2 separate regions of the Mus musculus genome follow, and region 1 is linked to region 2. Evidence: chromatin contacts called from public Hi-C data. All regions are on one chromosome and are shown on one strand. Each heading gives the region's core, a stretch centred on a gene start, on an enhancer-like site or on the middle of the called end of the contact. The rest is flanking DNA. Distances are from core to core; before and after follow the strand shown.

Region 1 (6,323 bases), core at 3,729-6,228, 150 kb after region 2:
CACAAAAACAATAGACAAATATAATTAGCAATCCCATTAACTAGCCTAATAGGAGTGTAGTGGGCTTCACGTTTCTTTCAGGAAAGAATATAAGCTTTCTTTCCAGTTATTTTTCACTAGTATGAAGCCCAAAATTGACTGTTGCAGTTCACTAGGTTTGAGCTAGGCTAAGGGCTCTAATACGTTAATTTCATTTTATGGACCGTGTTTAACAGGGTTCCCTTGAGAAACAGCACAATGGAATACACATATAAGATTAGATGGTGCTACAAATGTTGGTGAGATATGATGTGTTTGAATACTTGTTCCCCAGTTGGTGCAGGGACTTAGGAAGTGGAAGCTAGTTACTTGACCAGCTCTTGAGGGTTACAGGAGGGTTCCTTGATAGTCCTCTTTGCTTTCCTTCCTGTTTGGCTGCCATTGTGTGACCAACCATCTACAACCCTTAAGTTCATGGACAGGAATCAGGCCGGCTGCTGTATCTGTCTTACTAGCATAAACTGGGAGTTCCTGAAACCATGGGAGCAGAAAAACTCTTTCCCTCTTGATGCAGCCTTGGCCAGGCATTTTGTCCAAGTGAAGATAAAGGCAACTAATGGAAACAGAAATGTAAAAGAGGATTTACTAGGAGAGCTGCCTGATAACATCATGGAGTCTGGGCTCTCCCCTGAGGAGCTACCTAGAAGCTAGAGAAGTTGCTAAGGGGGCTCAATACAGGATGAAGCCTACAGAACCAAGGAAACAAATCATGTAGCTGCCAATCTTTACCTGAAGTAAGAATGCAGGTTTTTCCTCTGCATTTTTGTTGCATTCGCATCCAGAGTCAACTTAGTGGTGACTAGTGTCATTGAATGAGGGACTATGGGCTCCATACATGCTATTGATTTAAATATCAGTCTCCAGAAACGCCTGCATAGATACACCATACCATGAATATTCCTCAACTGGCAAATACATACCTGAAATTAACTTTAACGTGGTAGTGCCATCAATTGCTGCCATATCTTTTTAAATTGGGCTGGAAATAAATATAGAAAAGATTAGACTCTTGTACATTTAAAGATAAGTGTGGTGGCACATTTTTAATCTCAGAATTTGAGAAACCGAGGCAGGGGGACCATAAGTTTGAGGGGCATACTTTGGGCCATAACATTTGTGCATGTATATATGTACATATATGTCTTCATTTGCTGTACATTTAGTTATATCAGAGTTAGTTCTAATGTCTAGTTAGAGCACAGAATGGTGGGTAGTTATTTCTGTCCTCAACAGAAACATAATTCATGTTAGCCTTCAAAATTAGGACTTCCTAAGAGGGACCAAAATTACAGGAAAATCGATCTTCCAAATATGTGAAAAAAGTTAGGGAAAGAGAAGCCGAGGTGTGGATAAAGGGGAAGAGAAATATGCCCTGTTTTTCAGGTGAGAGGATCAGAGCAAGGAGAACAGTCGTTCCCCACCCCTACCCCCATCCCCCACCCCGCCACAGAGAAAGGAACACAAGCCCATTCTGGACCCAGATCATTAGAATTTACACTAGCGTAGAAGAGTTGGAAAAAAAAAAAAGCAGCGTGTTTAAAGACTTGGCACACACCCCTTTCTTAAGATGGAATCAGTAAATCAGAATGAGAGAAAGATTCCCATTTGTCACTCAAAGGTCAGCTAAGTGTCTAGGAACAAGTCACAGCAGTATACCACTGTGGTTGTAACAAGAGCATGGAGAAAGATCCTCCCTAAGGCACATTATGACAAAAGAGTTGAAAGCTGGGTTTGGATGAGGACACTAAGAAGACTTCCTTAAGGCCAAGGAGCTACTGAGGCCATTTGAAACTGTGGGTGTTCCGAGTACAGTCATAGACAGTAATGGCACACCAAACCCCAGCTCAGCCAGCTAGAGTGTCTGACGGACCCTCCCCGCACCCTCTACTTCCTCCACAAAAACCTTACATAATATCCTTAATCATTTGCAGCATAAATAGTATTTACTCTCATTATGTCTGGCCTGTAAAACTTTAACAAGTTGACACAAAAATAAATGGAAAAAAACCAATGTATGGCCAAGAGCCAGAGCAACCAGAGATCACATATGGTGAGCTGTTAGAAACAGAACAGGGACTAAAATTTACTACTATTGTTTTGCGAAAGGCTGTAGTGAAATTGGGGAATAAAATATCATCAACAGCTAAAGAATTCCCTTAGAAAGATGTGTACTCTATGAGAAATCACACAGTGCTGGTGAAAACCATGGTAAAGGGGGCTGACTTGGTAGAATTATAAGTAGAGTTCACATAGACCAGAGGATTTCTGGGCTTTATAGTAGGTTGATAAAAGTTGGGGAAAATGAAACACAAGAAGAAAGAACAAAGTAAAAATAAAATAAAGAGCAGGGAATGGCCATAGGATAACATCAAATGGTCTAGGAAATGCAATAGGAATAACAAACAGAAGGCTATAGTGCAGGGGACAGCTACGTGTGCAATGTAAGAGCAAAGAGACTTCTCTCACCTAAAGTTACATAAACTGACAGCATTGTTAACCTCCAAAGGATAAGAAGCAAGTGCAGAATTCTTGATACAGAAGTTATCATTCAACAACCAAGTGCAAATAAGAACTTTCCAAGCAAACAAAAAAACGAAGTCCTTTACTTGGTTTACAAAAAAATATTGAAGGAAGTTCTTCATGGAGAAGGTGATGAAACACACACGCCAGGAAAACCTGGATCTCTAGACACATGAAGATGACTCATATGCCTAGATAATCACAAATAGTAGTAGTCTGGCCCACTCAGTGCATAGAACTTGTGTGATATCTAACAGCACAAAGTGTACAGTTCAAAGCTTGCACCAACTGTTAGCCTAGACAGATGCTAATTAAATATGGATTTGATACTTTAAAGGAGTGCATTGTAAACTTTACCTCCACTGCAGACACGTTTGTGAAGACTTTAAGCAACAGTAACACTAGTCACCTCTGGCTTCTGAGGACCCCCCTCTGCCCGCAGCCAATTTTGGTGAGACATATTCATTTTTAAGAGAACAGCAACACATATGAATATTTGTAAGTATACTACAGGAATTTCTTGAATCTGTTCAATTTAATTAAAAATTTTAAATTAGATCACAGAGTAACAGATTTCTTTGTGGCATTTTCAGGCATACTTTATCAATTTAGATTCATTTTGATTTCTCCCCAACCCCCAGACTATCTCCCCATTGCTGTCTTTTCATATGCTTTCATCGACAGTATTCTCCCTTCTCATGTATTATTTATTGTGTTGTATTTCTTCTTTACCATATACCTTTAAACCCCATTATCCATCTCTACTTTAAACAATATAACAATGGCAGGAACCACAATATCATTCCTTTTAACTTATGTAAAAAGCCTCAAATTGGAATTACTATTTTCTTTGGGTCTAATAAATCCATCCTTGATAATTTCATACTATAGACAGATTATTGAAAGGGAATATACATTTTTTAACCGTGAAACTCTGTATACCTGAGATACAGACTTACAATTTGCATAAAAATAGGCCAAATCCCACAATGGTGTTATACTAAAACACCCTGCTTATCTATATTTGAAGAAAATTGATTTGAACATGAAACTTGCAAGGCACAAATGTCACCTGGAAAGCCCCTTCCCAATAACACACACAGATTTCATCTGCAGAGTACACATTATACCACCTGAGCCAGGAAATAAATGAATGTGTTTAATAACATGATCTATCAGACAGTAGAAAAGCCACAAGCTTATCCCAATAATAACATATAGAATCAACATAAAATTAGATGTGATTACAGTTCAGAGAGAGGAAAACAGTTCTGAAATAAAGATTTCACTTGGTTTCTCTATGTTCATAGTCCTTGTGTCTCAATTCTGAGAAAGTGAACATGAAAAGCATGGCAAAATCTGGCCACTAATTATATAATACACACTCAGTTATTCACGGGCTTTGTGATGGCTTGTTGTTTTCATGGCCAACACGAAACCTCCAGCTTAAACACATTTTGTGTTAGGCTGAAATCGAATGTAGGCTTGTTCAAGTTGCTTAACATCCTTGAACTTCTTCATCAAACTGGTAGAATTCTTAAAGAGTTTTCCGCGTATAAAAAAAAATACAGGTGGAATGTGTGGCTTGGTGTTTGATGTGCAGCACATGACAGGGAGATGGATATTATTATCATGATGGGAGAAATAACGACAACTAAGAGTCTAGAGAACTTAGTGGTGCTCTTCATTAAGTAGCTGACTGTTACCTTAGGTACTGTGGTCTCTGGGCTACAGCTTCCTCATCTTTGAACTGTCGAAGGTGGAATCATCAAGGTGAGATGTTTCTCCTTTGGGTTGTCTGAGAAAGGCTCTCAATCTGGAGCTGAGGGGTTTTGATCTGGTGATTATTTTGCTTCCACCTCCTGAATGTTGGGATTGTAAGAATGCACCACCAACCATGATTAATTCAAGTGCCTTTATAGTAATCAAATTGTCTGTCTAGATTTTGTTTCTTGTTGTTGGAATAAAACATTCTGTCTGAACAACTTAAGGGAGCAAAGGTCTATTTAGCTTAAAGTTTCAAGTCCCAGATCATCGTTTTGGGGAAGTCAAGGTGTGAACTTGAAGCTGCTCGTCACCCCCACAGTCAATAGCACAGAGAGAATGGATGCTCAGGGAACGATGTGCTTCTCTTTTAGGTTGGGTATTTTCCTATCCCTTGATACATAATTCAATCCTCAGGGTTATGCCCATAAGCCCAGGTCACTTAGACAATTCCTCACTGAGACACATCCCCAGTGACTCTAGGTTGTGTCAAGGTGACAGTTAAGAACTAACCACTGCATTCTCTTGTGTGAATGGAATCTTAGGCAAAATGCTGCTGTTTGAAAGCCATGCAAACAGAGCCGCTGAGTTGGTTAAAGTCGTAAAGTTAGAGCTTGATTACTTGTAACCACTTCCTGCGCCTGCCTGTGGCACCACAGAGCGTTAGGCAGGTGATTACAAGACACTTGAGAAGGTTTCCTGTATAATGCTGTTTGAACTGTGTATTGAGCTGGTGAGCTTTTGTTCAATGATTTATTCGCCAGTTCCAGAAAGGGACAGATGAATCTTCATAAGACTGTAACAGATGTGAACTATCAATTTTACTGGTTTAATAAATTTAATGACTGTATTAGGGTTTTGTGTTTTTGTTTTTGTGACAACTTGTGGAAGAATTTATTTTGGTTTATGGTTCCGGGGGGTTTAAGAATGGACCATGGTAGGAAGGTTTATCAGTAAGAGGCAGACATGTCAGTCAGCAGAAGCAGGAAGCTGAGAAATCCTATCTTTAAGCCCAAACATGAACTAGAGAGAACAGGCTGTAAGTGGCTCTGAGCTCTCAAACCTTACCCTCAGTGATATCCTTCATTCAGAAGGACTCCCCCTAAAGAGGGTTATATAGCCTTCCCCAACACTGATACCAGCTGCAAACTAAGTATTCAAATACTTGAGTCTATGGGAGACATTCTTAAATTCATACCACTCTGGTAACTCAATCAATTGTTCAGCACTCATAGTATCAAAGACTAAATCAATGTCCCATAATTGTTGTGTATATAGAGAAATTTTTAGTTATACCCTATACAATTATATAATTATCATAACTAGAAATATTTGAATATATATGTCTATATATATATATGTATATATATGGATGACCTGCCATTTCCTTTTCATGTGGATGATGTCATCAAATTCATATCCACCAAAAAAAGAACTCTCAGATAATCTTGTTGATAATTACTACTTTTGGGGGGAGATCCTTAATTCTTAATTGGGTTTAAAATAGTAATGTATACTGTGGGTTCTGATGTCAGTTTATCTTCAAATATCCCTTTGAGGGTGGTGCCTTTATTCTCATTTAATAGGTTTGGAAAATGTAGCTCATATTTGAGAAAGCTACTTGGAGTCACATGGTGTTTAAATATCGAAGCCCAGGTTTCCTGATTGCACTCCAGGGCGCTTTCCACGAGTGACAGGGGCAAGAGGACAATGTGCAGCCTTATCTTTTTCGAATGTGCTCTTCCTGATTTGCTGAGAGTTTTAAGCAGTTCAGAGAACTGCTCTGAACCATGCAATGACATACAGTCAATAAGCATTCAGGGCACTCTGAATTGTTCAGAGGCATAAATGGGTAAATACTCTTCACATTTTAAATGATAGTGAAAACATTTGCATTCTGATATTAATATTTATTGATTTTTTTTGAGGTTCAGTGAATAGTTTTCATGATAATTCCTCAATCTTCAGAGAAAACCTGCATTCATAAATAACAAATTATG
Region 2 (6,054 bases), core at 637-3,136:
CCTGGCCTCCACCTCACAGAGCTCACCCTGCCTCTGCCTCTCGACTGCTGGGATTAAAGGCTTGCACATCCACCTCTGGCTCTTGTTTTTGTCTCTGAGGTCTTGTTACATAGCCCCGGGCTCATACCCCGCTTGCTTCAGTTTCCCAAGAGCTGGAACTTCAGGCATGAATAACCAGCTTTGGTCTGAAGATTTTAAAGTATTTCCGTGATTCATTCACTTGGTACTTTCTAAAATAGATTTCACCATGACTTCTGTCCTGGTTTCACTCCTTAGCCCAAGAAGTGAGATTCATCGTTCCTACCCACACTGGCTGGATTAGTTCTCTCTAGGTGGCCTTCCTTTGACTCCAGAGGGATGGCCTGAGCACTTGGTGTGTTGACATAGAGATTAAACCACTGTCGTGACTCTCGCCACCTCTGTGAAAGTCTGAAATGGAGGCAGAAAGATTTTCTGGATCTTACAAAAGGATCCCCTTTTAACATTTTCCAGTTTTGAAAATAGTTTTTTTTTTTTTAATGTATTCATTCTATGGTTTCATTTTCTGGTTTCTGATTGTGGTTTCCCCTCCCCCCACTCCTCCCAGTTCCTCCCAACCTCTCCTCTCCCCTGGATCCACACCAAAAGGATGCTTCTTAAAGTCGTAGATATTGACAGATAATTGCGACCACTTGACTAAGAATGAGATAAGGTTGTAGAGAAAGAGAGAAAGGAAGAAAGAATGGGAGGGAGATAACACTAAATATTGGTAGTCATGGTATTTAGATTACATGCAGAATCAGAAATTTTACCCACATGAACATTTACCAAAGGTGACAGGAGACCTGTATTTATCTGGGGGCATGGGTATTTGAGTATATGCTTAAATCCCCAAATCTGTTCTCATAAACACTGTGCAATTATCTAAAAATTTGCTTCAACACCAGTATGTGTGTTTGCCTAATGATAACAGGCCCACAACCAAAATTCCCCAATGTTAAATTTGGCAACACAAGAAAAATAACCATGTTAATTTGAACCTTAGCACCATGGATACCGGCGGTGATTACGGCCTGGTGAACCTGCTAATATTTGCTTCCACAGTCTGTGTTATGTCTCCCAGAAGGTTTCCCAGATGCTTCACTGTGTCTCAAAAGTTGATTCTCTTGATCAAAATGCTGGCCAGGATCCTCAGGCTATGAGAAGTGTTTTTGCCCTTGGTTTTCCTGGGAAATGTCCTGCCTCCATTTCACTGTTTTCCCCTTCTTCCCGCCCACTCAAGCTGAACTTCTCTAGTTAGGAGAATACTCTGCTGTAGAATGAAAGAGAAACACGCCTAAATGTGTGGTTGGGCAGAGTTATTTTTAAATTTAAATCTAGCATAACACTGTTATACAGTAAACTCCTGGTAAAGCTAATTGAAATGGAACTACTTAGTTGGCTATTTCACAGTTCAAGATTTCGGAGTGTTTGGGTGAAAATATTATCTAAGTGTGTGGAGTGTGTAGGCCTTTGCCTACATTTATGTTTATAATTTTCAATGACGATTTTATTTCACTAGAAATTTATTTCGAGGGTTCGGGGGTGGGGGTGGCTATAGGTGTTTGCTGGAGGGTAGGGTGAGTACAGTTAGCATTGGAAAGACTATGTAAGGGCAGGGAGATGGTTTGGAAGGTTGAGGTGCCTGCTGCCAAGCCTAATGACCTGAGTTCAATTCCAGGGGCCCACAGTGGCAAAAGAGAACCCACTCAAAAGTGTGCATCTGACCTCAACATGTGCACTGTGGCTCAACACACACACACACACACACACACACACACACACACACACACACAGTGTGCAACGACATGTGGTGGGTGCCACAGAGCACATGAGGAGATCAGAGGACAACTTCTGACAGTTGGTTCTCTCTTCTTTGATGATGTGGAATCTAGAGATCGGAATCAGGTTATTGGGTCAGGAGGCAAACACCTTGACCCACCAAACCATCTCACTAGCTCTACTTATTTTTAAGGCAGAATCCCCATGTATAGGCCAGGATGGCCCAGAATTCCTGATCTTCCTGGCTCTGTGGCCCATGTGCTGGGGTTCCAAGTGTGCTCCACATCTTCCTGCAGTGTGATGAGAGGTGAGAGCAAGGATGTGTGTTTTGCAGTACACAATACCACGAAGCCTCCACAGCTACTAACTGTTCTCCTATCCTATCTGTGGTGCTGAAGTAATGATTTTCTGTTTACACACCTCAATGTCTCTTCATTTTTAGTCTTTGCTTTCTTGTTTTTGATTTAAAATTTTGGTTTGGTTTGGTTTGGTTTGGTTTGGTTTCCAGTTTGAATCTCTACCCTACTTCCCTCCCCTTCTCCCACGTAAAACAAGGTTTTGCTGGACTCGTTTGGCTGGGCTGGAACTTACAGTGTAGAACAGGCTGGCCTCCGGGTGATCTCTGGTATCCTGGGATTAGGATGTATGTCATACCACCGCACCCTTCCTTCTTGCTTGTGTGTGTGTCTGTGTGTCTGTGTAGAGCCCTGGGGTTGTCTGCTCCTCAGGATACTTTTTGAGGCAGCTTCTCACACTGAATCCCTTTCAGGACCTGCCTTTATTTCATGGCCAGCAGGTCCCAGGGTCCTCTTTGTTTCTGCCTCTCAGTGCCAAAGCTGAGCATTCTGAGAGGTCTGAATTCAGGTCCTCAGACTTACACATTGGGCACTTGACTGCACCAGCTGGCCAGTCCCTACTCCTACTTTTAATGTGGAAAAATCCTCCTCTTCTTTTCTCCCCTCATATCTTCTCCCTTAGGGACCCAAGGATCTCAGGGAAGCAGAGAGCTGATTACCCTGGAGACCACGGGGCCTTCCTCTGAGAGAGAGAGAGAGAGAGAGAGAGAGAGAGAGAGAGAGAGAGAGAGAGAGAGAGAGAGGGTGATTAATGGTAAAAAAATGCTTCCTGTGAAACAGCCAGTCAGCAAAGCTCTCAGAAAACCCTCTCAGGGACCAGGTGCTGAGCATCTCTTGACAGGGACGGCTCCGTGGAGGAAATGGGAGATGAACACGGGCTGTAAACTCTGGCTATAAATGGAGGGAGATTTGGAGCCCTGGAGAATGAAGGTTTGTTTAGTGTCTTCCCTATTATGAGCCCAGTTGCTGAGTGTAGATAGAATTCTTTCTCCTGAACATAAACTTTGGAAGTTCACTGGGAGAAGGAAAAAAATAGATGGAGGTTTGCAGAACTTGTCTGACTGAAAAAAAAAAAAAGAGTTAAGTTTTTGTCCTATAGTGATCGAAACATCTTTCTATTGTTTTTTTAAAAAAAAAAGTGATGCTTAGAAATTGAAAAAAAAAAATTCAGACCGAAAGTTGGGCTCTTCTGTGCTAGGTTCCTGAGTTCTGCAGAGTAGAGACCTAGTTGGCTGAGTATACACTCTGTTAAATATTTTAAGTTATTTGGTTGTTGTGTTTTCATTTTTCAAAGATTCGTTTGTCAAGATGAATTCTCAGTTCCTACTCGAAGACTCGAATTCCTTCGTTAAAACAAAAGAACCAGGAAACAATAAGTAGGATACATCACCGGAAGTGAAAGGGGACCCAGACAGAAGGGATAGCTGGGGTGGAAGGGACAGCACACTGGGTAAAGATGCTTGCAGGCGCTCTATGGGAACTGGGGAATATGAGTTCTACCCTCACAAACTACTTAGAGGTGAAAGGTGAGAACCAACTCTACAAAGTTGTCTCCTGATCTCCACACATGTGCCTTGGTATATCACCTCCCCCAACTCCCCTTCACACATGGACACACAGCTACACACATGGACATATAAGAGTAATAATACATCATTTAAATCACCATAATGTTATAATACCAAAATCTCATAGCTGTTTTGTTTTGTGTTTTGCATTCAGCCACACATCATTTCTTGTAGACAGTTGTTTTAGAGGCCAAGGAAATACGTCTCAGCCAGGCATGGTGGCACACTTTTGTAATCCCAACCCTAGAGGCTGAGACAGAATGACTGTCAATCCTGTAAACTACATAGTAGCACCCTGCCTCAAATAAAGAAAATACTAAACAAGCGAGCAAATCTGTCCTTCATTGATTTTATTGTTCTTCGTGCTTTTAAATCCTATTCGTTTTATCTTTGTCAGTGGCTTTCCAGGTTCTCCATAGCAGGCACATATGTGTGTGCTCTCTCTCTCTCTCTCTCTCTCTCTCTCACACACACACACACACACACACACACACACACACACACACACACACACTCCTTCTCTAGCACATTGCCTCAAGATAGAAATCAAGTCAAGTAAGTACTGAGTCAGATAAGGCACTTCTGTAAGGGTAAAGAAGGAAGTCACAACAGTTCTCTCCTTCTGTAATAGAAGGATGAACATGTCCGTGCTTTTCCAGGCCTCTCTTTCAAGAAGCTTGGTGCCCAAAGAGGAGCTTTGAGGATTAAACCTGTAATCCCTCCTCCTCTCATTTATGCAGTGTGGTTCCTCTCCAAGGGTCCTCTAGTCACAAGAGTAGAACTGGGTCCATTTTGTTTCTTAAAATCCTTTCTGGATTTCTTTGGTTTTGGTTTTGGTTCTTTTTCCCATTTCTTTATGGCTTTTTAAAAATTGGCTTTATTTTGGTTTTAGGAAAGGAAAATAAAGCTCCCGATAGCTTCTCTCTTGAATGAGAAAAAGGAAAACCATGAACACAGTAACCTTAGGATCAAGAAGGAAACAGGTTTTCAGCGAGTGATGTGGTCAGTAGAGAATTTAGGATCTGGAATGACCCTGAATGAAAAGATCTGGAAATATTTATCCCTTCTCCTTTCTATTTATTTTCCACTCCCCTGGCTTCTCTCCTAGACTGACTCTATTTGTAGCCCAGGCTACTCTCAATCCTTCCCCATCTCCCTCCACACTGCTAGGGAAGTATCTGGTCCTCTCCTTTTAAATACACAAAAGTACATGATTGTCTGATTTTCACGCAGGATTCTGCTGAGTCCTGGTGAGAGTTTGAGGGTGTTGGAAGCAGGCTTAAACCACACAGGGTTTATAATCTAATGCAGGAAGGAAGATTACAAACTACAATAAGGCAGTATATTGTGTCATAGTAAAGATACTGAGAAATAAATGAGCTTACGAGGGAAGGAAATGGGGGTGGGGGGAGGGGCTCTACAAGGAATAGCATTCAGGTACTCAGTGGTGGATTCAGGGATGCCAGGAGGGAAAAGAACATGGCATCAAGGCTAAAATGAAGGAACACAGTAGACAATGAATAGAGCCTTCCACTTGATCCAGAGCTTAAGATCTGCAGAGATGGGCTGGAAAGGTGGCTCAGTGGTTAAGAGCATTGCTCTTGCAAAAGACCCACGTTTGGTTACCAGTGCGCGCGCGCGCGCGCACACACACACACACACACACACACACACACACACACAAATAGTAAAAGTAAATATTTACTTAAAAAGATGTGTAGATAAATCTGGCCTTGTGCAAAATGTACCAAGTTCAATACCTGTGGTCCGCCAAGGGAGAGATACAGATGTATGAAAGAGCACACTTGGCACTGTGAATGATGCAGAAGGCTTTGGATAGGGTGGGGTGGGGAGTTGGGGTAGCAAGAAGGTGTAACTGTCAGAGCAGTGGAGGGTTGTTTGGAGACTTTCAGAGGAGACTGGATAGTGAATGACTGAATAATCCTTTGTGTGATGGAAATGAGAAGGGTTCATCATTCAGAGAACACACAGTAAGCATGTGCAGAGTCCTGGGTGCATCCCTCAGCAACAGTGTGTACAAACACATACACAGGTCTCCTTATTGTTTATCCTTGAGATAATCAGACATAAACTTGCTGCAGTTTTCCAAAGAAATTTTATTTCATGATAGCACTGTAGTTCTTTTAACTGAAGTGCAAAGTGCAAAGGGTGCCAGGTTCTGCTTTCTCCTCTCTTAGCAATTAATGTTTTCTTCACCTGTTACTTACTGGCATGGACCACATCCTCTTTTTCACTAAACCGAGCATGCTCTCTCTCCCCCAACCTGTTCCTTGACTGTCCTGGTGCTAATTTAAAAGTAGAGAAAACTT

What was found. A called contact is a pair of places that touch in the nucleus more often than the background predicts.
Region 1: a Hi-C map of double positive thymocytes shows a contact between it and region 2, with 2.8 times the contacts expected there. The contact joins two enhancer-like sites. A contact is called at or near these places in 2 of 39 promoter capture datasets (hippocampal neurons and neutrophils), 7 of 484 Hi-C or Micro-C datasets (the AML12 cell line, CD4 T cells, CD8 T cells and 2 more) and 2 of 115 datasets of contacts at active chromatin or transcription factors (differentiating embryonic stem cells and double positive thymocytes).

The regions. Positions count from the first base shown.
Region 1 is chr10:96,782,438-96,788,760 of GRCm38.p6, forward strand. No RefSeq gene overlaps it. Among named protein-coding and RNA genes, the nearest start is that of Gm33897, 70 kb to the left of the region's middle. Within about 2 kb of position 4,979, at least 51 of the 459 cell types and tissues checked have an H3K27ac peak or open chromatin away from gene starts, as enhancers often do. A contact at or near this core is called in double positive thymocytes and regulatory T cells, where this site is marked.
Region 2 is chr10:96,632,770-96,638,823 of GRCm38.p6, forward strand. No RefSeq gene overlaps it. Among named protein-coding and RNA genes, the nearest start is that of Btg1, 19 kb to the left of the region's middle. Within about 2 kb of position 1,887, at least 70 of the 459 cell types and tissues checked have an H3K27ac peak or open chromatin away from gene starts, as enhancers often do. A contact at or near this core is called in double positive thymocytes and regulatory T cells, where this site is marked.